Linked DNA regions of Capsicum annuum: region 2 is linked to region 1. Evidence: chromatin contacts called from public Hi-C data. All regions are on one chromosome and are shown on one strand. The core of a region is the stretch at or near the end of the contact, and the rest is flanking DNA. Distances in the headings are between cores, read along the strand shown.

What was found. A called contact is a pair of places that touch in the nucleus more often than the background predicts.
Region 2: a Hi-C map of leaf shows a contact between it and region 1, with 2.6 times the contacts expected there. The contact joins two enhancer-like sites. A contact is called at or near these places in 2 of 5 Hi-C or Micro-C datasets (leaf and placenta).

What each region holds. Positions count from the first base shown.
Region 1 is chr7:76,738,399-76,742,934 of UCD10Xv1.1, reverse strand. It overlaps LOC107877881, which reads right to left. Exons shown (of 3, transcript XM_016724666.2): 2 at 4,242-4,355; 3 at 3,503-3,745. The coding sequence ends at 4,261. Among protein-coding and RNA genes, the nearest start is that of LOC107877881, 21 kb to the right of the region's middle. Within about 2 kb of position 2,939, at least 5 of the 5 cell types and tissues checked have an H3K27ac peak or open chromatin away from gene starts, as enhancers often do. A contact at or near this core is called in leaf, where this site is marked.
Region 2 is chr7:77,312,954-77,317,738 of UCD10Xv1.1, reverse strand. It overlaps the pseudogene LOC107877972. Among protein-coding and RNA genes, the nearest start is that of LOC124885588, 5.4 kb to the left of the region's middle. Within about 2 kb of position 1,813, at least 1 of the 5 cell types and tissues checked has an H3K27ac peak or open chromatin away from gene starts, as enhancers often do. A contact at or near this core is called in leaf, where this site is marked.

The sequences.
Region 1 (4,536 bases), core at 1,690-4,189:
TCTATCAAGATTAATGGTGGGGTAGAAGAGGGTTAAGTTAAGAGGATCCTATGTCCCCCTTGCTCTTTGTGATGGTTATGGAATACGTATCTAAACTCTTGAAGCAATTGGGACAACTATCAGACTTTAGATACCACCGAATGTGCAAGGATCAACAAATAATCTCACCTTTACAAATGATCTTCTGCAAAGAGAATAAGGCATCTATTAGGAGGATAATGGAGGCACTTACTCATTTTTTTAATATGACAGGCTTGGAAGCTAACTCAGACAAGTCTAGCATCTTTATAGCAGGAGTAAAGAAGAAAGTGGTACAGAACTTACTGAGACCTACAGGGTTCCAAGTTGATTGTTTTGCGATAAAATATTTAAGGTTACCTCTCTCACCTAAGAAATGGAGCAAATAGATTGTTATCAGTTAAGTATGAAGATCATCACTAGAATCAGAGTCATTGCTACAAGACATTTGTCTTATGCAGGAAGAGTTTAGATTATTAACTCTACATTTTTTGCTTTACACAATTTTTAAGGGTCAGGATTTATACTCATCAAAGCGTGGCCAAGGAAGTGGATGAACAATGAAGAGACTTTTATGGGATTGCACAAAACAAAATAGAAGAACAACTCCTATGGCACGGGACAGTGTACGTAGACCAAAGAAAAAAGGTGGGTTGAACATTATAGATCATAAGGTTTGGAATATGGCTTTAATAGGAAAGCTTGTCTGGCTTTTCATACATAGAAAAGAGGCTTTGTGGGTTAAATGGATTCACGGTATCTATATGAAGGATGATCCTAATTTCTGAAATCACAAACCATTTCCAACTAGTACTGGAGGAAATTGCATATATTATAGACTGACATGAGAAGTTAGTACACTAATGGAGAATTTACATTAACAGGTAATGGACACTATCGTGTATCCATAGAATACTAGGCCTTGATGAGAAGTAAACCACAGTGGTCTAATGCAAGAATAATCTAGAGTAGAATTTTAACACCAAAGCACAGGTTTGTAGTTTGGCTGGCAGTGCAAAAAAGACTTCTAAGGATAGAATGTTTGGCATGGGGATCCAATGTGATACTTTAAGGTGTGTGCTTTATGATTCAGGAGATACTCAGGATATTAGTCATCTTTGTTTTACATCTTCCTAGACCAAAAATTTGTGGTAGTATATGATTGCACAGATTGGGATCAATTTCCTCAACAGAGTATACAACAGACAATCCAGAAGATTATTTCTAAAAGATGGTGTAGACTCAAAAAAGAGATCACTGTGGTTGTATTTGGTGTTGTGATCTATCATGCTTGACAAGCAAGGAATTGGAAGATATTCAAGAAAAAGAATCTGCAGTCCGAGTTTATAGTCCATCAGACAAAGCTAATAGTAATACAGAGATTGAGAATGTATATAGGATCCAAACAGGCTACTAAGTGTATAGATTTTATTGCTAGGCTTTGTAATTAGTTTTCCTAAGGTCTAATTTCCTTTAATAAATAGCTAGGAATTAGGGGCTCTTTAGATGTATTTTTTGATTGGTTGGTATGGTAAGTTTTACAGTTTACCAAAAAAAAGATTTAAAATATCAAATAACAACTAACTATATAAATTTTAGTATCGAGGCATAGCCAATAACACTCAGAGGCATTATGGGGAGGCAAAAGTATCGAAAGGCAAACGCTTCAAAATTTGAGGCGTTCGCCTAAAGCATTGGGTGTTCACCTAAGCGCGAGGCACAAATTAGGCGCAAGCCTACAAAGTTTACAAGGTAAAATATTTTTTTCTTATTAAATCAATAATTTAAACATAATTCTAAAATATGTGATTGGTAAATACTTCTACTCAAATTAAAAGTAAAAGAAAATTTAAAAGTCACACTTTGAAATGTATTTGTCGGTGGATGTCGACGTCGCCGCTACTCAAGAAGGTGATAAGTATACTTTCTTCTTCCTACTTTCTTTCTTTTCTTTTAGATCATTTTAAGTCGCATAGTGACAAGCTTTTAAGCGATTTACTTTTTTTGGTCTCTTTTAAAATACAATATATGGTAAATGAATGCGTAAATATATTGAGTAATGGAAAGGTGGGATTGATTAATTATGTAATATTTTTTATACAAACTTTTTGTTTTTGAAGACATATAATAGTTTATTATATGAAAGTTAACTCTATCTATTAGTTGTGTTATGTGGCTTTTGTTAGTTTTTTGTTCTTTTTTTACTGAATCAGCTTTAGATATATATTTCACTTATTTTTTATAATTTCACTTATTTTTTATAATTTTGATGTAAAACATACATTTTTTGTGTGATTTATCTCTTTCGAAAAATATTTATTGATAACTATATTAATTATAAATTATTAAAAATTAAAGAATCCGGAGACTTACGCCTTATCACCTCGAGGCTTACGTTTCACCTCGTATCAGGTAAAACGTCTCGTCTTACACCTCCACCTTTAACTGTATATAACTAAAGCATAAGTGACTTTAGCAGATAAATTATTCACTAAATTGATAAATGATATATATTATTTGTGACTAAGATAAACTTACGAAATTATTTATAAGTTTTTAATCATATAGCAAGCTAGAAATTGCTGCCTGATCCAATTTCTGATAGTTAACTTCATTTGTAATTTGAAGTTAAAATTTACATAATTACGAACAATATAAATTCTACTAACTACACAAACATCATAACTAGTTCGTTTTGTTAGAATTTTTCTTGTTCGTGCGCCATTTTTCGTGGAAGTTGACTAGTTTTATCCTTAAAAACATTTTGCATTACTGAAATAGTTTTTAGAATACTTTAAGCCAATTTATATATCTTGTTATAAATAATGTGTTGTTATATTTTTCTCGTGTTAACCGACAACATAACTTAGTCGAACGTGTACAAATAGTGATGAAGTACTGGAACATTTAGCTAACTTATTGTTTTGCTCAATATGTCCAGTTTGGTCTTAATTCTTTTGTTTTAGTAGTTTAGGACATCACAACTCTTCCTACGCTTAATTTTGTGGTGATACTTTAGTTCCCTATTCATCAGGTTAGTATTGGCTTAGCTTGCCCTTTTAAGCTTCAAACTATTTCTTTGTTTTTTTCTTTCCTGCCCGTAATGTTCGAACCAACTTTTGTTCGAACCAACTTTTGCACACCTTAACTGATTCCACGAGATACCTACATCCAACCAACCACTACATCCAACCAACCAAAAATTCCCAAGTAACTTTATCCACTAAGTCTAAAATAGATGGGGGAAGAAATCACCAGCGTTTTCTCCTCTAATAAGATTTGAACTTGTGACATCATAATTCGATAACCACTTCATTGAAGTACTCATTTTATCGATACCCACTTCATTGAAGTACTCACTTTATTACATCTTTAGTATCTTTCTAAGGGGTGTAACATCACCGTAATAGATGACAAGTCAGCCAACTGAACAACCGAGATGATGACATCGCTGACAACAGGTTAAAGCCATGGCAACAACACATTAGACCAAAAACAAAAAGCATTAAATTTAACAGGCTGATTATTTTTCCAGATCATAAAGTTAAACACCATAAATACATAGATTTTTCTAGGTAAGCTGAGCATTGAACCACTACACCGAACAAGAGCACGGATGGAAGAGCTTAAATTCTGATGTGTAACTTTGCTTGCTCGTCCTTCCTGAGGTAAGCGCAGCTTCTTATGTTTTCCAGGTTTTCAAAGAATTTACAAGTTTACTAAAAGCCTGCAAATTTAACAAAATATACAATTAAAGAAATGCACATTTTACCATTTTTTGGATAAACCAAATTGTACTATCAAACACAAAAATCTTGTTTAAAGCTTCCAGCAGTAATTTTCTAATCAATTCAAGTTTCCAAAACCCCCCAACAGCCTTTTGATAAAGTTATCCTCCCACCCTTCCCCCCAAACCCCAATATAAGGGGAAGATTCTAAATTTTATCTACGGGATACCTCCTACCAAACGACCCCTAAAGGTATTGCCTGGGAGACTAGGTCACAACCAAGAAACAACTTACGTCTCTGGGTCAGAAGAGAGAAATCTCATGAGACGTAAGAGAAACCATAGAGATAAAAGCAGGGCCAAGACAAATGACTCTAAACTAGAACTGATCGATTAAAATGTAGATCCTCTAGATGGAACAGAAAAGTAGATCCCATCAATGCTAATGCAGATCACAAATGCAAATGTCGATAAACAACTTACTACAAAAACTCACTAAAACAAAGACAGGTCCTTTATCCTTCGTCCTCAGATTTAGAGTCATAATCCGAGTTGTCCTCAAGCTTCACCTCCACTTCTACCATCTGCACTGGGGATGGGAATGTATTTCCTGCAAGTAGGAGGAAATGCTAAGAATATCATCAATGCTAAAATTACAACTATACCATAGAGCTGCTGGATAGGTTTCAGTATTGTATTTCCAGGTGCAGCAGCAACTCTGATACATTAAAATGTTGCCAGAGACAAATATAACCAAATATTGAGAGAATCTCTCATTTAAAGGTATCTTT
Region 2 (4,785 bases), core at 564-3,063, 580 kb before region 1:
TTAGGTGCAACAATGAGATGGTGATATATCTATAGATATGAGAAGACAAAATCATAAAGAGTAGATTGCATTATTCAATATATCATAAAAATATTAGGATAATATAATATTTGCAAGAGGTATAAAAGCACTCAACTGTGCTATGCGAGGTAATCGATCAGAGGTAACAATTACAATCAATTATGATCGATGCAATATGTAGAATATATAGAAAATGTGCCTCTTAAAGCACATTCTGGCTTGTCCTTTTTCCTCTTGAATATTGCTATAGAACCTTGATCATAATAAAACAGTTGATCAAACTAAAAGCACCTACAATCTAAGGTCATAAATTAGGGTGACCAATTATGACTTTTGGTTGATATTAGCTTATAAGCACTTGGGTTTACATGAGGAATTGAACCTTAAACAAATTAAGAAAGAGAGTAGAAAAACACTTTACTTCTTGAATATTTTCACAGGGGCTGATGCTATGATAAAGAGACATGGAAATCATATTGGAATATGAAGCATGAAATGCATAAGGAATCCATTCAGTTGTTGACCGCGGGAAATAATCAACAGAGACCACTATTGAGAGACCATGATCTTAATACAACAGGTAAAACGTAAATAAGCTAGCACTTGAATGTACTAAATATTTTTGCTTAAGTACAAGCGATGCAATTAGCACCAAAGCAAAATTAAGCCCAAAAAAAACTGTTAAAACGATAATATATGCAAAATCAAAAACCCAGTGAAAAGGAGGCATAAAATAAGATAAACTCTTGAAATTATTGACATGCATTTACAAATTCAACCAAAAATTAGCGGAAAAGTTGAAGATACAATTTTTATTAGAAATAGGAAAAATAGAGACAGCCGATAAGTTTGTTCGCCAAAGAGAGCAGAAGTTTAAATCACCCTCAATAGGCACTTCAAAGAACCCATTTATCTTCAAATGTCATCTTACCTATTGGAAATCAGAAACTATTATATATCCCAAAATGCATGTGAGACCGAGATTTTGAAACACACGAACTCTAAAAATTTTATAACTCAAGAAAACGACCACTAATAAAAACCTCCAAAAAAAACACAGATTGTACAGATGAAAAGATCAACTAAAAACATCAAAGAATGAGGAAGAACAAGAAGTGGAAAGCAGATGCTGAGAAAAAAGGACGATACCAAATTTTTTTAACACAGCTTTGTGGATCTTGATCTTTGATTCAAACAAGAAACAAAAAGTATAAGCTGTAAAAGGGAAGAAAAAGTGAAAAAAGACTTTCTGTATCCACAGATGGTGGTACCATGAAAAGCCACACATGGGCATACATGTCATCAAAAGGCTGCACAAAAAAATAAAAATATCAAAAATGTCCCTTGTTGTACCACCAAAACCTTTACTTATTAATTATAGAAATAAATATATAGTATATACAGTATATAGTATATAGATATAGGAATAGAAAAATCACTATCATTGCTTTTTGAAGGAGTGAATCTCCTTGATTTGTGATTTTCTTGGTATATAACCAAAGGTTTAAGAAAGAATAATTAGTTTGTGCTGTTATCTGAATGTAAAAGAAGACTAAGATTAGTTTGCATTGGAAAACACAAGAACATCACCACCTTCATTATTAAGCCCTATAGATGAACTTAATATATTTATGGCAAAGGAAAAGGAAGAAAACGTTAGCACCAGGAAGAAGCGACTGAATACAAGACTCAGCAGAGGTGTACCAAAAGGCATAGAAAGTGAACTAGTTGCTGTTGAATGGCCTAACTGGCTTGTTGCAGCTGCTGGTGATGCTTTAAATGGATGGCTTCCAAGAAGAGTTGATACTTTTGAGAAACTAGGTAAGATTGGCCAGGGAACTTACAGTAATCTCTACAAGACTCGAGATACTGTGCTCAACAAAGTTGCTGCCCTGAAGAAAGTTCGTTTTGACAATCTTGATCCCGAGAGTGTCAAGTTTATAGCAAGAGAGATAATCATATTGAGAAGGCTTTGTGATCACCCAAACGTTATCAAATTGGAAGATTTAATCACCCCACCAATAAACTGCAGTTTGTACCTTGTTTTCGGTTACATGGAATATGATCTCAAGGGAATTCAAGAACAAAAAGGTGTCAAGTTTTCTGAACCTGAGATCAAATGTTACATGAACCAGCTGCTTAAAAGGCTTGATCATTGCCATAGTCGTGGTATCTTGAATTGAGATGTAAAAACTTCCAACCTGTAGTTAACAAAAAAGGTATCCTAAAAATTGCAGATTTTGGGCTGTCAACATTTTTTGATCCAGAACAAAGCATGCCATTAACCAGCAAGATTGTGACTCTCTGGTACAGGCCACCAGAACTTTTGCTAGGGTCAAATTCTTATGGAGTTGGGAGTTGATTTATGGGGTGTTGGTTGTGTACTTGGTGAACTATTTACTGGCAAGCCTATTATGCCCCGTAAAACTGAAGTTGAGCAATTGTATAGAAGATTCAATCTCTGTGGTTCTGCATCTGATGATTTTTGGCTAAAATCCAAATTGTCTAAAGCACCAATATTTAAGCCAATGATGCCTTATAGACGAAAAATTCAAGCAACCTTTCATGGTCTTCCTGTGACGGCTGTAGGACTAATGGACACTTTACTTTCCATCGAAACTGAATATCGAGGGACTGCAGCTCTTGCTCTTCAGGGAGAGTTCTTCACAACAGAACCATTTGCTGGTGATCCCTCAAGTTTGCCACAATATCTTGCCAGAAAAGAGATTGATGCAAAATTCCAAGATGCAAAAATGACAGAAATCAAGGGGAGTAGGAGGTGGAAGTATGCACGTGCTAGAAGTGTAAGAGCAATTCCAGCACATGAAGCTAATGCAGAATTACAGAGCAACATAGATAGAAGACGGATCCTTACCAATTCAAAAGCCTGAAATAGGATAGAAGGAATAAATGAATATGTCTCAGGAGGTGTTTCAAATGAAGGAACAAACTCTTCCGCATATTTTCAGGAGTCCAGCAGAAAAGAGGGCTCAGAGAATTATACTCAGAGATCTGCTACTCCTCATCAAAGGTATGATCTGAGAGCTATTAGGAAAGAACCAATTCATGATGACTATGTAATCAAGAGAAAGAAGTGGTCAGGTCCATTACCTGCTTCATTAGACAAAATGACGGATTTATTCATAGGGCACGATGCCATAATCCTCAAAGCTGTTCAGCATGCGAGTCTTGAGAAGGGATTAACAGTTAAAGGGAATGACCATGACTCTAAGGAGAAAAGCAATCATTCTTTAGGTCCATCGACATCGACTAGACATGAGTTTACTGCTAATGACCAAATTTCTACTCTTTTACCGGCCAAATCGGCCAATATGCAGGTCTTACCAGGAGAGCACGAGGCAGGAATCCTAAAAGATGCTCAATGCATGAAGTCTGACAAGACAAAAGTGGTGGAAGGGGAAGGTAGTAACTCCAAGGTAAAGAAGAACCAACTTATTGAACTATTGTTGTCTTCCCTGAATCAGATAGCCTTGACTTCCTGGTAGACAATCAATATTTTGGTCCACTTCCATCTGCATCAAAACCAATCGATGTGGATAGAATACTTAGAGAGCATGACCGACAGATTCAAGAATTTGTTGAACGCACCAAGCATCAGAAAAAACTAGCTAAAGCTCGGTATTGAGGTACAAGAATTTGTTGAACACACCAAGCATCAGAAAAAACTAGCTAAAGCTCGGTATTGAGGTATGAAATCCAATATTAGCTGCTTGGAAATTTACTCTCTATAAAGGTTTCCAATCGTACCAGTGTACTTTTACCGGTATAGAACTAATAAATCTTTAGCCCAATGTCAAGATTGGCTGTGGTTTTCTATAGAAATACTAATGTCTTAAACTAAGGGGCCTTGTTTTTGTTAAGTATCCCACATCGGAAAAGGGATGGGTAATTGGTCTCCTAATATAGACTTGGGCAATCCTCCCCTCTTGAATGAAAATTTAAAGGGACTAAAAAAGACTATGGTTTGAAGAAACAAAAGATGAGACAAAAGTGGTGCTCGTGGCTTCATTTGGATACATTGTTGAATTTGGAATTGCCACAGGAAGAGAAAAAATCTTAAACAGATCATAAGCCTCTACAGCGAGTTCCTCAGAATGGCTACTGATACCACGTCCACCAAATTGTGATGGATTGTGGACAACTTTGTCAAATATCCTCCGATAGTACTATTCAGGAAAACTGCACCTAAGATAGTTGACAAAGGGAACCCAAATGGAGAAAAACCGAACACGGCAATGGAGGAAGATTTACAAAAAATGCATTACCTAAAAGCAGTGATCTTGGAAGGTCTAAGCCAGCACTCACCAGTTCACCTATTACTGCTACACATGGTGACAAAGAAAGTGGAACTCAACAGTTATGCAATTAGATAGGTTCCTAGTATGTGGTGGTGATGGTCATGATGGTGGTCTAGAGAGTAGAAAAAAACTCTTATTGTGGTAGTTGAAACTTCTCATCATTAGTGTAAAAAACAAAATGGTAGTTGAAACTTCTCATCATTAGTGTAAAAAACAAAAAGGATAGGGAGAGTAAAGCTACAAGGAGAAAATATAAGGAAATTGTAGCTGTAAATTGCTACAAAAGAACTGCAGGGAAGGGAAAAACTGAAACTTTTTTGCTTTGTTTTCTATTTTCTAGATGGTTACAAATGTCTAATGTCATCCCTTATTTATACTTATGTAGAGATGATTCTAGATGCTACAAATCTAGAGTGTTCTTAGACAAATATCTCCCTCAAATATC